2 separate regions of the Sus scrofa genome follow, and region 1 is linked to region 2. A link is a contact called in public Hi-C data. All regions are on one chromosome and are shown on one strand. The core of a region is the stretch at or near the end of the contact, and the rest is flanking DNA. Distances in the headings are between cores, read along the strand shown.

What was found. A called contact is a pair of places that touch in the nucleus more often than the background predicts.
Region 1: a Hi-C map of liver shows a contact between it and region 2, with 2.0 times the contacts expected there. The contact joins the enhancer-like site here to the promoter of ST3GAL5 in region 2. A contact is called at or near these places in 1 of 5 promoter capture datasets (liver), 13 of 47 Hi-C or Micro-C datasets (alveolar macrophages, embryonic fibroblasts, fetal heart ventricle and 8 more) and 1 of 2 datasets of contacts at active chromatin or transcription factors (skeletal muscle).

What each region holds. Positions count from the first base shown.
Region 1 is chr3:58,898,235-58,903,144 of Sscrofa11.1, reverse strand. The region is part of intron 3 of ST3GAL5 (lactosylceramide alpha-2,3-sialyltransferase); the gene reads right to left. Among named protein-coding and RNA genes, the nearest start is that of ST3GAL5, 38 kb to the right of the region's middle. Within about 2 kb of position 1,969, at least 6 of the 83 cell types and tissues checked have an H3K27ac peak or open chromatin away from gene starts, as enhancers often do. A contact at or near this core is called in alveolar macrophages, fetal liver, liver and 1 more, where this site is marked.
Region 2 is chr3:58,860,748-58,865,722 of Sscrofa11.1, reverse strand. ST3GAL5 (lactosylceramide alpha-2,3-sialyltransferase) reads right to left here and starts at 2,739. Exons shown (of 7, transcript XM_021087293.1): 1 at 2,526-2,739. The coding sequence starts at 2,613.

The sequences.
Region 1 (4,910 bases), core at 720-3,219, 38 kb before region 2:
AAAAAGACAAAAAACAAAAATAAATACATAAATAATAAAATATTAAAAAAGAAAATTTCTATAGAAACAATACTTACCTGGCAATAGCAGAAGCCCCTCCCTTTTTTGTAAATTATAGCTTGAAAAAGTTGTTAGTATGGGGGAGAGTTACACTGTCTACGTGTAAGGATCTGCCTCTGTGTCTGAAGGTGGGAAGGAACAGTCTTTGAGCTTCAGATGATGCTGTGGGCACTACACATGGTCACTGTCTCAGGTCACCATGTGACACCAAGGGCACCTTGCAAGATGGTCCTGAGTGTCCTCACTTCGTGGGCTCCAGTGGCACACCCAGGAAGAGGGCTGAGCTGGCAGGCTCACCTGGTCCTACTACCTCACCAAGTCCCACAAGCCCAGCCTCTGCCCACAGAGAGCCGCTGACCAAAACCACCGCTGAGACCAAGGGCTTCAACTGGCATCTCTGTGAGGGATTGGCAGGAAAGCCAAGCGAGGAACTGGTCGTGACCCAGAGCAGCCCCAGAATGGAGGGTTCCCCCTGACTGGGCCTCCAAGCCAGTGACACTCTGCACCCAGAGGCACTTAAGGCCCAATTGTGAGGGCAGGGCGAGAGGGGGATCACACATCTAGACACACTTGTCCTCAGACCCCAGGCCTGAGGGATGAACAAAGTTCTTTTCTTCGCTATAGATGGACATTCCAGAATTCCCGTTGTGGCTCAGTGGGTTAAGAAGCTGACATAGAGGGGAGTTCCCGTCATGGCTCAGCAGAAACAAATCTGACTAGTATCCATGAGGATGCAGGTTCACTCCCTGGCCTTGCTCAGTGGGTTAAGGATCCAGTGTTGCCTCAATAGGTCACAGGTGTGGCACCAGAAAGGATCTGGTGTTGCTATAGCTATGGTGTGGGCCGGAAGCTGCAGCTTCAATTTGACCCCTAGCCTGGGAACTTCCATATGCCATGGGTGTGGCCCTAAAAAGGTTAAAAAAAAAAAAAAAGATACAGGAACTCCCTCTTCTCTCAAATTGAGGCATGGACACGAGAGCTTCACTTTTTGAAAGTCTTCCAGGTTGAGCTTGCTGGCTGCCCACAATTGAGAATAAACAGGCATTGGGCACTTCCAACTGTCAATGATAAGGCAGTCTGCTGGGAAAAACCATGATGTGAGAATCTGTTGAGGGGTTTCAAACAATGAATTTGCCTCCATAAAAATCTCCATTTTCTTCTCTACCTCATAAGTTTTAGAACAATCCCTCTCAGAAATATAGGTTAAATGGCATGATGCTAAGTAAAAGGCAATGCTCTCTTTTATTGATTGATTTAAATTCATGGAGTTCCTGTTGTGGCTCAGTGGAAACGAAATCTGACTAGCATCCATGAGGATGCAGGTTCGATTCTTGGCCTCACTCAGTGGGTTAAGGATCTGGCGTTGCCATCAGCTGTGGTGTAGCTTGCAGACGTGGCTCAGATCCTGCATTGCTGTGGCTGTAGCGTAGGCTGGCAGCTATAGTTCTGATTTCAACCCCTAGTCTGGGAAACTCCATAGGCCACAGGTGCGGCCCTGAAAATAAATAAATAAATAAATAAATAAATAAATAAATATATAAATAATTCAGGCCAGGGTACAGTATTTGGGTTGAAGGAGAGTCCAGGGTCTGGAGCTGACCTGACCTGGGCAGGAGGCCAATCAGCCTCAGACCACATGAACTCAGGGTATAGGTTACGTTATGAAACTTTCATTTCCACATCTGTAAACTGTGGTACTGGCTACCGCCGTGTTTAACTCCCTTGAAAGTTAGCTGTCTACAACTTTTGCCTGGTTAACAGCAGAGAAATCTGAAGAACCAAGTTGCAGGTATAAGAACAGCACAGAACAATCTCAATCAGTCCGTGGTTGCCTGGGGCTGATGGTTGAGGGCAGGGATTGACCGCGGAAGGGGTGAGAGGGAACTAACTCGTGTGATGAAACATTCAAGTGGGATTGTGGCAAAGGTGGTGTAAGTGCTCACAACTACTAACACTCCTCCAACTGGACGCTTACAGGCAGTAAGTCATGGGATGCATATTTTATCACACCCCGTGGTTAGGAAGAAAACAATCAGACCATCTGATCTAAACACCCCCCCCCCAGTTCCGGATCTCTTTATCAGGAGCGTCACCTGGGTTAAAGCATCAACCTGCAGTCAAAGATTCAGTTTCCTCACCTCTGTGATGTTCCAAGATGATTGGAGAAGAGCAGGGGCAGCACCCAGGAGAGGAAGGAACCCGTGTGGGAGCATGAATGCTGGGACTGATGTAATAACTCAGCCCAGCTCTGCTCTGCTTATTTTATTTATTTTTAAAATATTTTTAGTGCCGCATCCACAGCACATGGAAGTTCCCAGGCTAGGGGTCAGATCTGAGCTGCGTCTGCGACCTACACCACAGCTCACAGCAACGTCAGGTCTTTAACCCACTGAGCAGGGCCAGGGACGGAACCTGGGTCCTCATGGACACTGGTTGGGTTCATTACCGATGAGCCACAACAGGAACTTCTACTCTGCTTACTTTATTTTATTTATTTATTATTTATATTTGCTTTTTAGGGCCACACTTGCAGCATATGGAAGTTCCAGGGCTAGGGGTCAAACTGGAGCTGTAGCTGCCGGCTTACATCACAGCAACACCAGATCTGAGCTACATGTGCAATCTACGCTAGAGCTTGTGGCAACAAGCTCAGTTCACCCACTGAGCGAGGCCAAAGATCAAACCTGCATCCTCATGGATATCAGTCAGGTTCTTAACCCACTGAGCTATAAAGGGAACTCCAAACCTACATTTAAAAAAAAGTCTCAAATAACAGAATAGAAGAAACCCCTAATTCCACTATCGATAGAGCAGGCTTTCACCTTCTCCTTATTAATTTCCAGACCAACCCTTGTACAAACGTGTTTGATTCATGCAACTGTGCCTCCCACCAATCCTCCTTCATGCCAGGGGACTTTTTTCTTTTTTCAACCTCGACCATGGCATGTGGAAGTTCCTGGGCCAGGGATTGAACTTGCACTGCTGGATCCTCAAGCTGCTGAGCCACCGGGGAACTCCCTGCAGGGGACTTTCTCACTGGAAATCTTTCAGAACTGGGTTGACGTGGGGGTCACCGAGGCTGCCTCCTGGGTCTCCGTTTCTTGCTCCTCCTTCTTCCAGAACCACAATGTCGCTCGGGCAGCCATGACCCCTTCTCCACACATGCAGTGGGGGTTGGTAGGCTGACCTGGTCCCTCAGGTTCTCCCAGTCCCCGGTCAGGGACTCAGGGATGAGTCAGGAATCCTTACTGGAGCTAGTCAGGGCAGGGCACTGGAACCCACGAGAAGCTGTAACTGGTCCAGCAGCGAACTTAGGTTTAAAATTGGCCCCACCAACCTAAAGGGGGAACTCATGTTCCACAGTTTAGGGGGGAAGAGAAAGGAGAACTCTTGTTCTGTCTGTTGCCTGGGGGATATAAAGAGTTGCACAGGAGGTATCTGTCCTATTCCTCAAAAGGATATTAAACTTTTTAAAAAGTTTTATTTTTTTAATTAAAGTATAGTTGATTTACAATGTTGTGCCAATTTCTGCTGTACAACAAAGTGACTCAGTCATACATACATATGTATTCTTTTTTATATTATTTTTCACCATGGTCTATTCCAGGAGACCTGATATGGTTTCCTGTGCTGTACAGTAGGGCCTCATTGCTTATCCATTCTCAGTGTAACAATTTGCATCACTAACCCCGTCTCCCAGTCTACTCCACTCCCTCCCTCCCTCCTCCCCCTTGGCAACCATAAATCTGTTCTCTATGTCTGTGAGTCTGTTTCTGTTTGGTATCTGGGTTTATTTGTGCCATATTTTAGATTCCACATATAAGTGATATCATATGGTATTTGTCTTTCTCTTTCTGACTTACTTTACTTAGTATGAGAACCTCTAGTTGCATTCATGTTGCTGCAAATGATATTACTTTGTTCTTTTTTATGGCTGAGAAGTATTCCATTGCATATATGGACCACATCTTCTTAATCCATTCATCTGTCAATGGATGTTTAGATTGTTTCCACGTCTTGGCTACTGTGAATAGTGCTGCTATGAACACGCAGGCACATGTATCTTTTTGAATTATAGTTTTGTCCAGATATATGCTCAGGAATGGGATTTCTAGATCATAAGTAGTTCTATTTTTAGTTTTCTAAGGAACCTCCATACTGTTTTCCATAGTGGTTGTGCTGATTTACATTCAAAGGGATATTATCTTAATGTATATTACTGAAAGTCCTCAAAAGAATTGCCTGTTACCATTTAACTGTGTGTTTTTTTGGTACAATCGGGAATTCAAAGATGAGACACTGTGGTTCAAGTAATCTCTCTCCTCCCTCTGGAGCATAATCTGTATAAGTACATATTCATCCATGTACCATGTTATCACACAATCCCTTCCTCCCAAGGGTTTGCCTGGAGGACAAGTAGGGAAGACAAAACATAGTTAAAATATCACAGTGGTGAGTTCCCATCGTGGCTCAGTGGTTAACAAATCTGACTAGGAACCTTGAGGTTGCTGGTTTGATACCTGGCCTTGCTCAGTGGCTTAAGGATCTGGCTTTGCCATGAGCTGTGGTGTGGGTCGCAGACGCAGCTCGGATCCCGAATTGCTGTGGCTCTGGTGCAGGCTGGCGACTACAGCTCCTATTCGACCCCTAGTCTGGGAACCTCCATATACCACAGGAGCGGCCTGAGAAATGGCAAAAAGACAAAAAAAAAAAAAAAAAAAAAAAAAAAAGTCATAGTGGTAATTGCTAGAACTGAAGTATGAAGAAGTTTCTAGAAGACAGAGAGGATGATCAGAGAAGGATCTTAGAAAAAGTAACACCTAAGCTGAGATTGGATATAAAAGATGAAT
Region 2 (4,975 bases), core at 1,490-3,989:
ATCCAGAGTGTCTCGGAAACCCAAAGCTAAAAGAGGAAGAGGGACATGGCAAGGTTGAATTATATAAGCTCAGGGAGTCAGGCCAGCGGTTATCTTCAAAGAGGCAAGGCCTGGAAGGGAGCACCTAGGACGTTCCTGCTCCTTGATGTAAAGGCATGGTGTGCTGGGTTCGGAACATCCGTTGAACAGTACACTTATGTCTACTTTCCCAGGATGTATGCTATTTAGGAAGAAAAGAAAAAGCTCTCCAGGTAGACAAGACAAGCCTCATAGGGTCCATGTACCCCCTCTAAGCTCGTTTCTCCCCACCCCCACCCCCCCACCCCCGTCCCTTATACATCTTCTTCACTCCCCCGTGCACCTGTGCTCAAGATGGGTCTCTCTGGAGAGCCTGGGTGTCACCATCCATGCTCATGGCTTCCTCCCACATCAGACCAGGGATTCACCCACTTTGGGACGCCTTTGCTAACCGGTGCCACACATATGGATCCAGCCCTTGCTTCTCCTTCCTGAGCAGTTAGGGAGTTCGTACCATCACTAACACGTGTGTGTGCGTGGCCAGTTGTTTCAATTCCGCCAAGGCTCCCAGCTAGACCAACAACACAGCGTGCGCCCCCAGGGAGCCGTCTCAATACTCCATCTCCACAGGCAGCTCCAATTAAATACTTCGGCCGCTCCTCAGGAGCTCGAAGGGTGTGCAAAGGGAGCCTTGACCCTCCTGCCAAGATTTTCCCTTCTGTCCCCAGCACCTGGATGGACTCCCACAGTCCCTCTTCATTGTCCCGTTCACCTCCCAAGAGCCAACCTGCTAGAAAAACTCCTGCCAAAGAGCCCATCGGGGACAGCATGGGAGGACTGCAGGAGGCATATCAGAGAACAAAGGGCTGCTTCTCATGCTGCCTTGGATACAGCTTGAAAATTTAATACTAACCTATTCTGATAATATGAAACAATTTGGCAGTTTGTCCCAGAATTATAAGCATTTACAAAATGGGGAGTCATAAATGTGCATTTGTAAAATGTATGCCTGCCAGCCCTCTCCCTCGCTCCTCCACAAAGACTTCCCACCTCACCGCATTTCTTTTCTTGCTGAGAGGAAGACAGAGCTAATTACAATAAATAACCACAACCAAGGTTCCTTTCATCTTACAGCAACAGCAGCACTCAGACAATGGACAGACATGTGAAAAGGCTCATGGCATTTCGGTCACAGGACTCTCCCAGTTCACAGCCTCTCCTCGTCCAAGCACTGGTTGGAATTGAGGTGATCCCTGGCTCTCTGACTAGAAATGTAAACCATTCTTCTCAACTGTCAGACTTTCAGAATTATGCGAATGAAACCACAACCCATCCTGACAGTTTTTGAATCTGTGCCCCTTCACTCAGCAGACACCAGATTCTTCTTCCAGTTTCAGGACATGCATCCTTCCGCAGAGGAGGATTACCAGTCATAAACCAAGAGGAGGGCTCAGGTTTAACATCCGCAGGTGGGAGAGGAGTCTCCTTCCTCTCTGTAACCCCAACACCCAGCTCTGTGGTTGGCCCAATGAGCAGACAACCCAAAGGTGCCAGATGAAGGGCAGCAGGCAAAACCATTTTCCCTTGTAAATGAATGACATCTAATTAAGCAAAGGCCACAGACATGAAGTGAGACATGAGGACATAAAATTTGTCTTTCATGGCAGCCAATGATTCTGCAGGATCCTCTTCACTGGGAAAGACATTCTGTGGTCAGAACCTCGGAACCAGGGGCCTGAAAAGGACCTTGGCCAAGCCTACCGGTACAGACTGAAGACGGTGTTCCACAGGGATATAAGTGTTGGCCAAGGTCACCTGGTGTGGAGTTAAGGCAGGACCCCACGTCTTCCTATTTGCAGGCTCCTCCGACATGCTCTCCAAAAATCTTCCCCGAAAATCCTGCCTTACTTACACACTAGAGGCACATGTGAAGGCAGCTGCTCACGTCAAGGCAGCTGCTTCCAATTCAAGAGAAACTAAAGGTCACCAAAACGTGTCTCCCGCTGGGCTGGCCGCAGGGAGGTGACAGGCAAGGTCACTGGCGAATTTCTACCTGCAGACACCACACCTCACACCCTCCCGAAGGATGCAAAGGTCAGTTTCCGGAGCTGCTGGCCACAGAGGGCCCCCGAATGCTGTCCTGGGGAAATGAGTTAACTTGGCTTTCCAGGTTCAGAAGCTTCCAGCAATGAATTAAACCCCAAGCCGCTGCAGAAGACAGAGGAGAAAAGCGCCACCGCAGCCGAACCCCACAGCCCGGCCGTTCACCCCTCTGCCTCCTTCGTGTTCACACTTGCGCGGGCCGCGGCGCCCCCAGCCCGTCCACTCCGCGGGAGGCCACCGCTCTCAGCCCGCGAGACGCGTTTGGGGGAAGTGGGTCCTGGGCGCTGCCCATGGGGGCTGGGACGGAGCCGCCAGGCCCAGCCGCACTGGAACAGGGACAGATCGCCGCCGCCGCCCCCGGCCGGCGGGCCCCGCTACGCCAAGGAGGGGGCTGCGCCACGTACCTCGGCCGGCAGGTGCCGCCGCCTCCGCCGCCTCGGTTTGCGGCTGCAGGGGACGCCGCTCGGTGCAGCCTGACGCTTTCGTCCGCATACTAGGGAGCGGGAGCCCGCGGGCCGCCAGTCCCTGGCCCCGCGCCCCCGCCCGCCCCCGACGCCGCGCTCGCGCCCATTCAGTCCAGGACCATCAGCTCCCTGGCTCAGATGCGGAGGAGGGGCGTGGGGCGGGGCCGGAGTCACGAGTACGCCAGAGACCAATCAGAGCGCGTGAGTGCTCCCGGGGCGGCCCGGCTCCCAGAACACGCAACCCTCCACCCTGCCGGGTAAAGGGGAGGGGGCGCCCCCAGCCGGACACGCGCGGAGCTGTGTGCGGCATGGGGGGTCCCGGGTACCCACCGCCCTTTGGATCTCTGTGCGGTTAGACTGTGGAGGCACTAAGAAGAGGTGTATTTAGACTGGTTCTAGAAGATTACTGAGGGGAGGACTCGTAGTTGCGGAGCCGCTGAATGAACCGGCTTTATGTAGTCACGTGCTTTATTCTACAGGACCGACCCCCAGGCAAAGCAGCTTTGGAGTTCTAGGGCCCTGGAGACAAGCAGGGAAACCTGAGTGCGGCTGGGGATGTGCAGAACAGAAAAGCGAGAGATTACTAGTTTCACAGCTGGGTAATTGAGACCCAAAGAGCAAAGGTGAGTCACTGGGGCAATTAGTGGCAGAACCAGGATCAGAACCTGCGCCTGGAGCGCCCATTTCCATACCTCTGGAATCCCCCTTGATTCTGGAGAGCAAATGGCATACAATTTTTAAAGCGTGAATATTGGTGAATCCCCAAGTTCAGGAATTTAAAAGACTTGAAAGGACGGATATGTTCTTTCTTTCAACGGCCAGGTGTGTAGAATGTGCCTGTGACATTGCTGTGCCATCGGACTTGTTGACTCTCCAGTAAAGTCGGTGAAGTTGGTCTGCTTTCAGAATTTTCTTTCGGGTTGCTGGACATATACAGAGCAATCACAGTCATGTGCCTGTGGTGCCTGTTAGGTCCTTGCTTGATAAAGAAGATTCTAGACATTGAGCCAAATATGTCTCTACGAACTGAGAGTCTTATCACTCTTTTTTGCAACAGCTTGCACTCAGTTTGCACAGCTCCAAACAGGGTTTGAAGATGTCTGTGTTTGTCCCTCAGCGGGGATGGGGTGCTAAAAAAAAAAAAAAAAAGTGTTATCTGAGTAACAAAGATCAGGGGGGAGGAGTTCCCTTGTAGTTCAGCAGGTTAAAAACTAGACTAGTGTTTATGAGGATGCTGATTCAATCCCTGGTCCTGCTCAGTGAGTTAAGTATCCAGCGATGCCGTGAGCTGTCACAGATGCAGCTTAGATCCCGCGTTGCTGTGGCTGTGGCTATGGCATAGGCCAGCAGCTCTGATTTGACCCCTAGCTTGGAGACATACACATGCCACAGGCATGGCCCTAAAAAGAGAAAAAAAGAAAGAAAGAAAAAAAGATCAGGAGGGAAATCTTGGAAAGGAAAGGGTGGAAGGATTCTCCCTTCACGCCTCCCAAAAGGATTTTGTCATAAAAATGTTTCTGGATTATCTAAGGTGACGACACTTGAGCATTTTGAAAATACTGGTGAAAAAGCTGTCACTAGGAGATCAAAATCCAGTGTGTTGGCCAAGGCTGACCAGCAGAGCAGCGGCCTGGCTCCGTGGGGTTAGTGACAGCTGCAAGGGGAATGCTGAGCACCTCACTTCCTCTCCCTTGGAGACCAGCCCATTTCTCCCAGATCCTCCTTGTCCATAAAGCCAGCCCTTGTTTGAAGGTATTTATTTAGAGCAGGAACGGTTAACCTTGCAGTTAATCTACCACTAACAGAGCCATAGTGAGACCTGACCGCCACTGTCTTCCTGTTGGGGGCTGAACCCTCATCCGTGCACCTCTGCACTTCAGCCTGCCCTCAGGCAGGCAAGGCCCAGACACCCTTTAAGGCTGCCATGTGAGTCAGCAGTACCCGGGCTGGGAAGAGTGTGAGTTAAGTAGGAGAAAGGGAGAAAGGGAGCTTGACACTGCCTCCTGCCCCAGCCTGTCTTAATGGGACAACTGTTAAGCTCAACCTCCCCACTCCCTCATTCACTCCACTCACATTTGGTACGGAGAGAGGCTGACCCACTTATACAGCAATACAAGCCCTGCCCTAAACATCCTTTTCACTAGCTGCAGGGCCCCTGTTAGCTACTGTTCTGTACTAAGACAGCCATCCCCAAACAGTAGATGAAAATCTACTAGATTCACTAGATCTCAAAGCCTCCTTTGGAATCTCTTTAATCAGTGAGTGGCTGGTCTCAGAAAAGCCTCTGGACATTGACTAACAAAAGGTTGGGGCTGGAGTTCCCATTGTGGCTCAGCAGGTTAAGAACCTTGACATAGTGTCAGTGAGGATGCTGGTTCGATCCCTGGCCT